2 separate regions of the Mus musculus genome follow, and region 2 is linked to region 1. A link is a contact called in public Hi-C data. All regions are on one chromosome and are shown on one strand. Each heading gives the region's core, a stretch centred on a gene start, on an enhancer-like site or on the middle of the called end of the contact. The rest is flanking DNA. Distances are from core to core; before and after follow the strand shown. Region 1 overlaps Gm31175 (a long non-coding RNA gene). Region 2 overlaps Hlcs (holocarboxylase synthetase (biotin- [propriony-Coenzyme A-carboxylase (ATP-hydrolysing)] ligase)).

Region 1 (7,265 bases), core at 750-3,249:
TCAGTTCTCTACTGTGGGCAAAGAAGCCAATCTTAGATTTGGGGACAATGTGGTTTATGTTAATTTAGGTCTTCCCATTTCCCTTCTGAGCATCCACTTAGAGACAGTTTGGGCCTGGGAAGATTTGAGCTCTTTTCAGCAGAGGTTTCTTCTAAGTCGAAGTTCTCAACTGGCTTTGAGGAGACGGCTTTCGCATAAGTACCCGCCGTACAAGTGTGAGGACTGGAGTTCACATCCCCAGCACCCATACAGCACAAGTACCTGTAATTCCAATGTGTGGGAGGCAGAGACGGGATTCCTGAGCAAGCAGGCTAGTGAGACTGGTTGAATCTGATCTGGGTTCAAGTGAGAGATCCCGACTCAGTATATAAAACAGAGATAGAGAAACCAAGGAAGATGCCTGATGTCAGTCTTCAGCAGCACGCACACACACACACACACACATACATGCATGCACTCGAGCACACACACACACACACACATATACATGCATGCACTCGAGCACACACACACAAATGTAAATACTGCATTCATACCATATACACTTATGCTGTACACACACACACGCACACACACACATGCAAATGTAAATACTGCATTCACACCATATACACGTATGCTGTACACACACACACACACACACACACACGCATATACATGCATGCACTCGAGCACACACACACAAATATAAATACTGCATTCATACCATATACACTTATGCTGTACACACACACACACACGCACACACATGCAAATGTAAATACTGCATTCACACCATATACACGTATGCTGTACACACACGCACATGCGCACACACACACACACACACACACACACACACACACACACAAGAGAAAGAAAGGCATTCTCAGGTGGAGATGAGTTTTTGCCTCTCCTCCCTCTGCAGGCTAGCTGGCAATATCCAGAGATTGTCACTGGTCATGGCCAGGGACGGTGCTACTGGACGGTTGAACATGCTTCTGTATGGACAGGGTGCGCTCATTCTACAACGCTGGTGAAGACCATCCTCTCAAACTATCAACAGTGCCAGGGTTGGGACAATGCGCTACACAGACAGAGTTCCTCCGGCACAGGCGCTAGGGAAGCATCTGGGTTCCCAGCAGCTCAGCTGCAGGCTGGACCACACAGGCTTCGGGGAGCAGGTGGCAGCGCCTGGTGCCCAGGATCCTGAAGTCCAGCACACAGTGCAGACAGTGGGGGCGAGAGAGCGCGGGATGGTGATTGGTACTGACTCCTACAGCTGATGGACTGCAGTGGGGGGGGCAGGGGGAGAGTGAACCCCACCCCCAAGAAGTTCTGTTTTATGATACAGGAAGGTTTTAGAGACTTGGCTGCTCAGGTTACCGTCGGGTATCACATTCCTGGTCACCCACCTCCAACTTCCTGTTTTGTTTATCTCAGACTGACTTTAAAAAAAAAAAAATGTTTGCGCTGCCCCCATATGGCCCGGCTTCAAGTTGATTAGATATGGGGCTGGGTTGTAATGGATTAGAACGTGGGATTTGTTTGCTTGGTAATATTTTAAGAAAGCAATGAAAGAGGCTGAAAGATTGGGGCCGGGCGGGGGTGGGGGGATACTGTATATTTACAGTCCGACTCCATTTTCATTACCGGAAAAGACACCTTATTTAGGAATGTGGATTATGGCTCTCTGTCACTTTCTGATGTGTGTTTCATTCCTTTCCTGAGTTACAAATCCCTATAGATTGGGGGGACTTACGAGGCACACTTGGACATTTGTTTTCCTCTTAGTGTCTTTTCTTTTTTGACTCGGATCTCTCCCTTGGAATTTTTTCCTCCCTCCTTTCATTGACCGGCTTTCCTGAAAGCCAGTCTGCCCAGAGAGTTCCTGGCATTGTTAGAAGGATTATTGAAATGAGTCCCGTGAACGCGGGAGTCTGCTGCCCCAGTTGTTAGACACCGGCGCTCTGCCATCTGGAAACGCTAATTTCAGCTCTTATTTTGGTAAACATCTCTCATCTTCAACATTTTCGACAGCTATGCGCAGCCACGTCCCTGCTTATGAGATGCTCTGCAGCCACACACAGTGCCGGGGAGGGAGGGAGAGTGGGCAGGCGGGCAGTTTGTCCCATGTGCTGCGACTGTGACCTGAAACCTTTGGACGGGAGCTCAGGTTCCTGGGCATTCTGGGTCTCAGGCTGAAGGTCTTCAGTGATGCTTTCGCGCTTCATCAGCCATGAGAATCCTTTGCAGTCATTGCAGAAGTGTGTAAGATACCAAGGGTTGACGCTATCAGTTGGATATTCCCAAAGAACTCAAAAGAAAGAACATAAACGCAACAGTGACTATCTGAGGTGATAAGCACCCTGACTGATCATTGCTCTTGTAGGTTCTCACAATAGGTATGCATCCACTAAAAATGAAGAGAAACATGCCCAAAAGCAAATCAGTTCCCCACTTAAAGAATAAAAAGGGAGACTGGGGCTGTGAGTGTGGGCTGGGAGCATGGGCTGGGGACTAGGGAGGATTTGCCCCACAGCCCCACTTCCTTTGACAGAACCTAGCCAGTTGGCTTTATATGGCCAGCCTGCTATGCATAATCTCCTCCCTGTTATGGCCCGTCATCCTTCTTCTGTCCTGAATGCGTTGAGAGTTTTTATCATGAGAACAAATTGAATTTTGCCATCCCCCACCACCTTTGACAGAGTCTCAAGTAACCTTCAGGCTGGCATTGAATTCTTAGTTTTAAATTTGGATTTTTAAATTTTGTTTTTGTTTTTTGGAGACAGGGTTTCTGTGTGTAGCCCTAGCTGTGCTGGGACTCGCTCTGTAGACCAAGGCTGGCCTTGAACTCAGAGATCCGCCTGCTTCTGCCTCCCGAGATTAAAGACATGAAATAGAAAATATCATCCTGGGTGAGGTAACCCAGACCTAAAAGGACATGCATGGTGTGCACTCACTGATAAGTGGATATCAGCCAAAAAGTACAGAAAACCTAGGATACAATCCACAGGCAGTAAGAAGTATAAAAAGCAGAAAGGCCCCGGTGAGGGTGCTTCAATCCCTCTTGGAAGAAAATAATCACAGGAGGCAGAGAAAGGGAGGGAGCTGGGTGGGAGGGGGAGGGGGAGGGAAGAAGGACCCACCTGCTCCCATGTCTTTAGTGCAGACGTTACAAGCACAGGACACTTTTTAGTTGGATGTCAGGGCCTATGTTACTGGCTGGCAAACAACTTGCCTTGCTGAGCCGTCTCTCTGCCAGAGCCTGGTGTTCTGTGTTAGCCAGGGCAAGCAATACTGGCTGATAAAGGAACGGAATGCTTGCCGACGACCCCCTCGTGCTGAGTGCAAACACTCCCATTCTTCACTTTACCTATCTCCCATAACAGACCACCTTGTGCTGGTGACACTGGTGACGTCACCCGGAACCCAGGGAAGCCTCCTGCCTTGACTATTAGCTCCTGGTTCTTCTTTTCTTATAAAGCCACCAGTCACATCGGCTCTGGAGTCATCCCACTTGAGTATGATCTCACTATAAAAAAACGCCATAGCCATTTTGTCCAAATATGGTCATTTCCCCACTGGGGACTCAAACCTCAGCATTTCTGCATGAGGGACACACGGAGACTGACAGCAAGCATGCTGGACAAGGCGCTGGAAGTCATCTTCAGAAACCTTGACGTTGTCTCAAAGAGCCCAAGCAGAGCCGCTGTACTGGGTCGTGGAGTGAGTCAAACACACATCCTCGCTCAGACCCTTGTTCAGTGGCACCAGAGACCCCGTGTTTGCTCCGGCAGACTCAGTCTCTTCTGATGACTGCAGGTTTGATGCTCTAAGGGATTCTGGGATACCAATGCCGGCACAATCCTCTACCCCTTCCTGCCGCCAGAGTTCCTGATCACTTCCCTTGTTAGACAGCGGTCCTTCTGGCTACAGACCCAATTCTCAGCAACCAGTGATGGATAGCCAAGCTCAAAATTCCACTCCCACTCCTTGTCCCTGACACAGCTCCAGCCATCTTCCAGATTCCTGTCTTCAACTGCATGGCAGCCATAATTGAACTTTCTGCCGAGATTTACCAGATAGTTGGCCCTGGACCACCAATGTCAGCAGTACACGCTTCCCACAGCAGCTGTTTAGAGGTGTGGGTAAAATACAGAAAGGATTGGCAGTAGAACTGCACCAAATTCTACCCTGTTCGAGAAGCCCCCACGCCCTTGGACATCTGGAAGCCTGCCAAGACAATGGGGACATTAGGGCCTCCTCACCTGTCTCCAAGGTCTGTCCCTACACATGGCTGCCACTGTCAGGGAATCATGCGCCCCCTGGTGGATGCTTTATATTCTCATAACAATGGAGAGGGCATGCAAAAATCAGGACAAATTCCCCAAAGATGCAACACACCAAAGGAGACACTGAAGCCACCGGGGTCAGACACTGAAGCTCCGGGGTCAAAGGTGAGGAGAAGGCAGAGAGGTGGTGGCCTACGATCTCCAAGGGCACCCCCACAGCCTCCCGTCTTTTATTGGTGAAATCTTGGAATGGCATGGATTTTAACTTTCTAGTTTCCTTATCTGGTTGAAAATAGGCTATAAGCTGTTGTGTGGAATAAGGGGAGCCACAATATGTAACTTATTTATTTATTGTTGTTGTTATTTTGTAGCTCTGGCTATCCTGAAACTCACTAAGTAGATCAGGCAGGCCTTAAACTTACAGAAATCTACTTGCCTCTGTCTCCCAAGGATTAAAGGTGTGCACTATCATACTTGGTCAGGAAATACAGAATTTTAACCACTCTTAGAAAGATCTGTGCTTTAGTAAGCTATTTGTCTTCTAAAAATTCTTTCTTTTCTTTTTTCTCCTTCCTCTTCTTTCCATGTTTTCTCTCTCCCCCTCCCCCTCTCCCCTCCCCTTCTCCCCTCCCCCTCTCCCCTCTCCCTCTCCCCTCTTCCTCTCCTCTCCCTCTCTGTTAGGGCTAATGAGCTAAACCAGTAGGACCCAGGCAGACGCCGTTCCCAGCTTTCTTACCAGTAAACATCATGGAAGATGGTACATGGCAGGACATGGGCTGTAAGATGGCAGGGAAGCATACACACACGCACACATGCACACACACATGTACACGAATGCACATGCATACACACATGCACACACACATGTGCACGCATGCACATGCATGCACACATACACACATGCACACATGTACACACATGCACATGCATGCACACACATGCATGCACATGCATACACACATACACACATGAACACGTGTACACACACATGTGCACACATGCACATGCTCATGCACATGCGTACATCATGCATCAAGCATGTCTGGTGACTTACCACCTCATCACCCGCCAGCATAAGTTGCCATTTCTATAGGATTTGCCTCACTGCAGGCGACCAGCTAGCATGTGTTGGAAAAGCCAAGCTTGAGGCAGAGGTGATGTAATCCACATGGTAGAGGTGTGCTTCACTGACTTCCAGAAACACCATAGGTAGCAAATGTTTTCTTACTACCCTGCTAGAAAAACACGCACCGAGCACACACACCTTGCTCTTTGCCACCCTCTCATCATTGCAAGGTGAAAGATCCTACAGGTGTGGAAGGGGCTTGCTCCAGGAGGCTACTGCTCCCCAACAAAGCCAAAACGGCAACAACACTGCAAATGTGTCTCAATCTGCTGTGACATCCACTTGGTACAGGAAAGGTCCACTGACTCGTGGCCAGCTTCCCCTCAGGCACGGAAAAGGTTAAGTGGCCACTCACCCTGGAGTTCTGGCCCAAGAGTACAGTGTCAGGAGACTTCAGGCAGTGGCAGTAGCCAGCAGGAAAGAGGTGGCTTTGGGCGTGGGACACTTGGGGTCACCTGGCAGGGTGTGCCCTCTGAGATGAAGTTCAGGTCACTGGGTGGGTGGGGAGGTTACTCGTGAAAGGGTTATTTTCTTCTACACAGAACAATAGCTCACCGTTCAGCACCGAGGCAGCAGTTGGGTGAGCCAGAGCAATTGGGGGAAGTCTGTCCTCGTTGAGCTATGAGGTGTGGTGTGTGGGAACACTAGGTTCCACGGGTCCTAGAACAAGGAAAAACCTAGCAGTTTCTCTATTTTGCCTCAGAGAGGAGAAGGCCTGGTTGAATGCTCTTCTCCACCCTGTTTTTCTCTGTTCTGTGGCTGTGCCATGATGCAGGGTTGGGTGGGCAGGAGTTTGTAGAAGAAACCTCTGTAGCAGTGGAGGATGCTTCCTAACCAATAAAATAACTAATCAAAACGATTTTTATCATTATGGGTATTTTATCTGCATCTGTGTCATGTGTTACATGTATGTAGTGCTGTGTCATGTGCTACATGTATGTAGTGACTATCAAGGCCAGAGGAGGGCATGGGATTCATTGTAAATGGAGTTATAGGTGGGTGTGAGCTGTCACCTGGGTGCTGGGAGTCAAACATGGGTCCTCTGGAAGAGCAGACGGTGCTCTTAACTGCGGAGCCACCTCTCCGGCTCTGAAATCTTATCATCTTGGATTTAATGTAGGCCAGTAAGAAAAGTGGCAAACATTGTCCTGAAACAAAAATAGAAATTATATGCAAATGTATGCATATGGTCCAAAAACTCCATGTGTGCATGTGTGTGCATGTGTGCATACCTCTCTCTCTCTCTCTCTCTCTGTCTGTGTGTGTGTGTGTGTGTGTGTGTGTGTGTGTGGTGTTTAATTTCTGGAAGAGTTCTTAGCTGATATGTTAACATCACTGCTGGAATGAAGATCCCAAACTTGTCAGTGTTGGACATCCGTTTCTCGGCGTGTTAGCTTTTATAAAGTACATATGGGGTGTGTGCGAATGAATGATGTTAGCTAACTGAATACTGAGGCATAGAAAATAGTTTCACACCAAGAGGAAGTGCCCCAGAGACTGGTGATGAGGCATGTCATGTTGGTCCATGATCCATGATAGTATGGGGACACAGAGACACATCAAAGCAACAAAGGAGACAAGGTCTTCTAGCCCCCACGGGATTCTGATGTCATCTGTCCCCTGTATACCACAAATTCTTGAGTAGAAGCAGTCTTTGGGTAGCCTATCCATACTGATCATACTAGGAACTACTGGGTTCTGCAGGGTATCTGGCCTACAAGGGACTTGGGAAGAGGAGGGCAGATAGGTGTAAATTACTTGAACAAACAGAGCAATTAGACTCCCCTTGTTCAAGAGATGGGCAGTAGAACTACCCTGCATCTCTCTTTGAATCAGAGTCTCATGTAACCCAGGCTGGCCTTAAA
Region 2 (6,571 bases), core at 611-3,110, 220 kb before region 1:
GAGTTAATGCAGCGATGGTTGGATTGTTAAGAGGTGTATTGGGTTAAGAAAACATGATGTGCTTAATAAGTTCCCGGAATCTAGGCTAAGAAATGGAAGGAAATGCTTCCAATTGAAAAATTAATATCAACACAGGATGCTCTTTTGTCCTTTAAAAACCATTCTTTTATTACATTTCATTATCTAATTTCTAAACATTTTTTTTTTTTTGAGGCAAGTTTTCACTGGCCCACACCGGCCTGGAACACACTCTGTAGCAGGGGCCACCTTTAAGCCTGCAGGGATCTTCCTGCCTCAGCAGATGTGAGCCACCAAGCCCGGCTCCGCAGTTCGCACCATTTCTAATGCATTAATCATATGGCTTTTGTTTGTGTCTTCATCATAGGAATTCCAACTCCAAGTTACTCATTGCTGTTTCATGTTCAGTTCATATGGCAAAACTTATGACTGTGATTTATGGCATAAAATTACCAAGTAGAGCCAGCAGTCCTCAGAGCTTTAGGTTCTTGTCCGTGTGGGCCAAGGCCACCTGTCTTCAGTGGAATATGACCGTCAGCCTCCTAGGCCCTCTCCTTCCTTCCTCTCCTGAGCATTGAGGATTGAACTGGAGATGGGGTTAAGTGTGTGATCCCTGCAAGCTTGCAGCCTGAGTGGTCAGAGGGCAACGCTGGCTGGCTTGCCCCTGGTCTGCTTGCCCTTTTCCCAGGCCTGACTGTAGGCCTTTTGACCACAGCAGAGAAATGAAGAGGAAAGATAGCCTTGGGTTTTCTTTTCCTGGGAAGGTTCTACTCTTTAGGTAGAACATGTACAGCTAAAATACCTAAGCTGCAGTTTTTTGCCTGAAGAGCAATGGGTATTTAGTCTCTCAGCTCTTGCACTGAGGAGGACACACTGTGGACAAGCTCTGGATGTCTTCGCAATGGGGCCTTACTTGGTGCCCTCAACATCTGCATAAAAAGCTGGATAGGTACAGCAGCCTGCCTGCAGTTGCAGCCTGTGGGGAGTGGAGGTGGGCCTCTCTGCAAGCTGACGAGCCAGATTGTCTAGCTCTGGGCTCAGCAAGAGACCCCGCCTCGGTACATACAGCGGTGAACAAATGAGAGGACGTGTGGCTTCTACACGTGACCACACACATGTTCTACACGTGTCCACACACATGTACACTCACTTGCACACATGTGTGTGCAGACACGCAGATAGAGTGAATTCGACTCTTTAAAATGTCCAGTGGCAGCCAGTGGCAGTGGGGGTGGCATTTGCTGGCTGGAGGAATGCTAGCTTACCCACTTACGATCCACGGGATGAAGTTCTTGTCAAAGGGGAAAGCCAATGTTTGCTCTGTCTAGCATACACATGTAGTCTTGGCAAGAATAGTTTTGAGATTCTTTCCGGGTCCCGGTCTCCCTCATGGACTTGAGGTCAGCTCTGAGGATGGTCATTCCTCCTGGCTGCTTCATTCTTACTGACTTCTGTTTCACGTTGAGAATTCAGGGCACTGAGCACACATGTGACCGTGGTGTGTCTTTGTTGATGTTATTTCTCAACGCTCTGATCAGAGGTCAGGGTTTTTTCCTTTTCTAGTACTGATCAAGTGTTGTGTTTTCTTGGAGCAAAAGTTCTCCAAACTATTTGAAAATAGAAACAGTAAGAGGTGGGTTTTTTTGGGCGGAGGGCGGGGGGCAGACAGAAGATTCGCCCTGCCCTTGTCCCGATGCTGAGGCTGCCACTTCAAGTTCCTGTGCAGCTCAGTTTATAAACCCAAGAGGCAATTTGATTTTCCTTCCTGCATCTGTGCACAGTAGGTCTCACTGACCTCTCTTCCTGCATCTGTGCACAGTAGGTCTCACTGACCTCTCTTCATACATCTGTGCACAGTAGGTCTCACTGACCTCTCTTCCTGCATCTGTGCACAGTAGGTCTCATTGACCTCTCTTGGATGAAAGGTACAGGAGGAGGATCCTGGCCTTTCCCATCCATTGGACCTGCCGCATGCCTTAGGAGTTTGTGCAGACTTCCTGCTTCCTGTAAAGCTCTCTGCTCATGGAAACCCACGCTCTCACCACATGATGTCGCTGCTGAGCTAGGCAACTTGAGTTACAAACCCCCTCTAACTGTAACTGTTCAGAAATTTAATTTATTCTCCATATATCAGTGTCACATAGTGTAATTTGGACATTTTCTACTATATTGGTGGCACTTTCTTTTGGGTCTGTAGAAGTCATTTCAATGCCACAGTTCATAAAATCCATCCATTCATTCAACATTTATTCAATATTAAGTCCCGTTCTAGTACAAGACGTGAAAGAACAAAATAAATAGAGAAATTATCTAAATACCTCCACTGAGGAGCAGCTGTGTTTACTCAGCGTTGAGCCCTGACGCTGCTCTTGACGGCAAGAAGCTCGCAAGATTTATGACATCCCCTCCACCCCATGTTTCTGTGTCACCCACCGTGATACAAAGAGAAACTGGGGACCCTTGGTGTCCGCTATTTGCTGAGAATTCCCTTCCTACCTGAACACCAAGACCTGCATTGGACCACCTTAGTAAAGCCCCACCATGGTGACTGGTGAGACCACTGGGAAGGCAGGGCAAAGCAGGGCTCTGCTGAGGGGCGGCTCCCTTGCCACGCTGCCTTCCTTCCGACATGGGTCTTTACATCTGATCCATCCTCCCAGGGACAGGTGGAAGGTCAGGCCTGCAGCTGAGGCCAGTATATTGAAAACCAACAACACCGCATGCTGTGTACCTGGGTCCACTAAAAGAAGACTGGAAGAGCCACGGTGTGTAGACATATGCACATGTATACGCACACACAATACACATACGTATACACACATGCACACACAAGCACATGCACACACATGTACACACAAAAACATATACACGTGTATACACATACGTATACACACATGCACACACAAGCACATGCACACACATGTACACACAAAAACATACACGTGTATACACATACACATATGCACGTGTACATGTATACACATACACATACATATACATATACATACATGCACAAACAAACATATACATACACAAACACATATACACACACAAACACACTTATATACAAACATACACACATGTACAAATGCATATATATGTGTGTGTGTATATATATATACATATACATATACATATACATATACATATATATATATATATATACATACATACATACATACACATTCTGGTGGTAAGCTTAATGTAATTTAATAACACTTCAAAGTTTTCTTTATATTTTTCAAAATTGTCTATGATAGATGTATGTTACTTTCATATTGAGCCAAGCTAGTTATTAATAAGTAAAAAAACAAGCTAGTGTGTCATCAACTTTGGAAGCCTCTCACATGTACTTAAAACCTGATTGTTTGGACTCTGACACTTGGTTGAAATTTGACATCTGACTTAATTATTGGGAGCAGTCATCCTCAATCTGGGTAGCAAATATCCTCCATATCAGATATTTATATTTTGATTCATGACAGTAGCAAAACTTCAGTTATAAAGCGGCATTGAGATAATTTTATGGTTGGGGGTCACCAGAGCATGAGGAACTATACTAAAGGGTCGCAGCATTGGGAGGGTTGGGAACCGCTGGTTTAGGGGGTGTAGCGTTGCCAGTGGGCTGTTTGACTCCTGTGAGTGGCATGTCACAGTCATGGCTGCCCGGCTTACTAGTGAGCTCCAGGGTTGGTGTGTGGGTGCCTCACTGGTGCTCACCCGTGTGAGCAGAAGGCGTTGCTGGACTAGTCACGACTGGAGCCCTGTTCCTGCTGGGGTGACCCAGAACCCTCCGCACTACTTCTCCATGAATAAACCCATACAGGGGCCAGCGAAGGTCAGGCTGACGGGCCGAACGCTTGATGTAAGATACATTATGGGCTAGCATTACATGGTGGCCTTCCTGTCAGCCCTCCATCCAGTAGAAGTGTTGGCAGGAATGCAGCATCACTGTGGGGTATGCCGTGGGAGACACACATTTTGTAAGGAAAAAACAGAGAAGGAACCCATTTCTGTGATGTTGTGTAGGAAAACTTAAACATTTATTTTATGTAAAAAGATAATAATTTTATAAATAAAAGCAGACTTCTTTTTTCAGTGAAAACTGTCTTGTTCCCCTGCCTTCTAATCTCTGTCCGAGGGAGGGCAACAAGGAGGAGGACACACTGGAGTCTCTGGCGGCTCCTGTGGAACGGCTAGGCCAGCTGGGATTTAGAGCCACCCCCACCTTCCATCTCATACCATCCCTGTCCGTGTGACATGTTGATGTTTCCCGGGTGGCCAGAGGATGCAGAAGAGCATGGACGCCTCACCTCTAGCCAGGGGGGCTGCCATTGCTCTGAGGAACCCCCACCTCTAGCAAGGGAAGCTGCCATTGCTTTGAGGAACCCCCACCTCTAGCCAGGGGGGCTGCCACTTCTCTGAGGAACCCCCCACCTCTAGCAAGGGGAACTGCCATTGCTGTGAGGAACCCAGGCTGTTTGCAGATTTCCCCCGGCCTGGCTTCCCACTCAGTTAGGGAGCACACACACATTTTTTTGTTTGTTTGTTTTGTTTTGTTTTTGTTTTTGTTTTGCTTTCTTAGGTGTGCACGAGGCTGGGCGCAGTGATGTGTAGGTGACCTGGGAGACTCCCGCTGGACTCCTGCTTGGCAGGAGCTCTTTGAGGGCGTCCAGTTACTTGCCCTTGGGATCAAGATGTAACCATAACAAGAAGCGACAACTGAGTTTGTTGATAAAGCAGCTGGGTAGAGTCATGATTGTGGTGGTGGTGCTGGTGGTGTGTGTGTGTGTGTGTGTGTGTGTGTGTGATGTCGGTGCTGTGGGAGTCGTGGCATGAATCAGTACATGCTTAAAGACAGAAAAGGGTTACAATATTCCATTTTGATTCAACCCAAGATCATAAACAAAGAAACTCTATTCCCTTCCTCAGACCCCAGCTCCTGTTGGTGATTGGCTGTTGTTGGTGAGAATCGTTTTTTATATTTGTAGATGTATCAGAAAGCCCTTAGTGTGGCCTTTCTGCCCAGGGAATCCCTTCCTGAAAATTCATTTTCAATTGCTCACATTGAAGGTGTTTAGTGTGGTGTTTTAACACATAGCTGTCACGAACTGCAAGCTTCTCTTCTGGTCTTGTTGCTTTATGACAGAATGTAGACTAAGTCATTCCATGCGGGACCTCCCTTCTGTCTGCACTGGCCACTTCATTCAGCAAATATTTGGGAGCTAATGAGGGTGGGCCAGGTGCTGGGGCAGTTTGGGAGACACAGTCATTTCTTATCTTGATGACATGCTTTTTGGCTAACCGCGTCTTCTTAATGTGCTTCATGGTCTCATCTGGACTCCCCAATAGGCAGGATGAGGTGCCTGCCTGCCTGCCTGCCTGCCTGCCTGCCTGCCTGCCTGCCCGTCCATCCATCCGTCCATCCCTGGCATGGGGAACCTGAGCTTTCATTTACTTATTTACTTAGGTGGGAATCAAACCCAGGGCCTCACTATTGTATTACCGAGCTGTGTCCTCAGCCTGAAAGTTGGGTTCTTTCTTCTTAGTATTTAAAAACAAAACTGTGTTGCGGGGTGATATATGCAAGTATGGCTGCATTAACCTGGCAAGCGTGTGGGGCAGCCAGGGACTGACCGAGATCTGTCTGTCTGCAATCACTTCTCTATGCAATGGTAATGTTGTTGTTGTTGGGAGACAGGGTCTCTCCCTGAACATGGCTCTCCCCATGTTTCGGCTAGCCTAGCTGCCTAATAGCTCCAGGGACCCCCTGGCTGCATCCCCTGCATTAGAGCTACTGCCTCTCCACTGCACCCTGCCAGTGTTGTGCTCGCCGAGCTGTCTTCCCAGGTTGTGAACTAGCTGTTTGGAGCCTAAAGTGCCTAGTGTTGTTGCTTTTTAAATTTCAATATTCCATTTAAGAAAAAAAAAATCTCTACCTGACAGATTTTTTTTTTTTTTTTAAGCACAGTTTTGACATGGAGCCCTCCCCTCCCTCCTGTGGCCTTTAGGCCTAGTTCTGAATCTTAAATAAGGGACAAACTTCTAGCAATACTTTAAAATACAGTTAAAGAAATATTTCTTTGGAGATCCAAATCGGAGAGAAAGTCGGGGTCCCAGGTGCACTGGGTGGCTCCTGGTGTGCGTGCGTCTGCTGAGGTCTTGTGGCGGCTGCTTTACAGAACAGCCCAGAGCAGCTGGCAGATTAAAGCCAACATTTAAAAGCTTTTATAGCTGCGAATGTTTTCAAGGGCCTTTCATATACCTTTCTCTCTTTTCTTCTTTCTCTCCCCACCAATACTGGAATTTTTTTTTTTTTTTGTTCATTTTGACTGACTTCCTGTTATCAAGTACAATGCCCGTGTAAAGGCCACACAATCCCTTTTAACTCCGAAATGCAAAAAGCGGAATTCACGGGGTGTTGTCCTCAGTCTCCTTTTTACAGGCTGTTTTTGCGAGGAGCCTTTGAGCTACTGGGTGACCTGCCTTTGTGTGTGGATCTTGTTCTCACAAGCATGTTCCAAAGCTGCCTTCGGGGTCCACACTGGAGGGC

Evidence for each region. A called contact is a pair of places that touch in the nucleus more often than the background predicts.
Region 2: a Hi-C map of the G1E-ER4 cell line shows a contact between it and region 1, with 5 times the contacts expected there. The contact joins two enhancer-like sites. A contact is called at or near these places in 5 of 39 promoter capture datasets (the C10 cell line, embryonic stem cells, hippocampal neurons and 1 more), 6 of 15 datasets of contacts at CTCF or cohesin (the NIH/3T3 cell line, embryonic stem cells, hippocampal excitatory neurons and 3 more), 239 of 484 Hi-C or Micro-C datasets (the 4T1 cell line, the 63-12 cell line, the AML12 cell line and 130 more), 28 of 115 datasets of contacts at active chromatin or transcription factors (CD4 T cells, the HPC-7 cell line, T-cell acute lymphoblastic leukemia and 23 more) and 3 of 9 other capture datasets (embryonic stem cells, embryonic tail and liver).

The regions. Positions count from the first base shown.
Region 1 is chr16:94,035,430-94,042,694 of GRCm38.p6, reverse strand. All of the region lies in intron 5 of Gm31175 (a long non-coding RNA gene), which reads left to right. Among named protein-coding and RNA genes, the nearest start is that of 2410003I16Rik, 28 kb to the right of the region's middle. Within about 2 kb of position 1,999, at least 8 of the 459 cell types and tissues checked have an H3K27ac peak or open chromatin away from gene starts, as enhancers often do. A contact at or near this core is called in the G1E-ER4 cell line, where this site is marked.
Region 2 is chr16:94,254,425-94,260,995 of GRCm38.p6, reverse strand. The region is part of intron 5 of Hlcs (holocarboxylase synthetase (biotin- [propriony-Coenzyme A-carboxylase (ATP-hydrolysing)] ligase)); the gene reads left to right. Among named protein-coding and RNA genes, the nearest start is that of Hlcs, 33 kb to the left of the region's middle. Within about 2 kb of position 1,860, at least 10 of the 459 cell types and tissues checked have an H3K27ac peak or open chromatin away from gene starts, as enhancers often do. A contact at or near this core is called in the G1E-ER4 cell line, where this site is marked.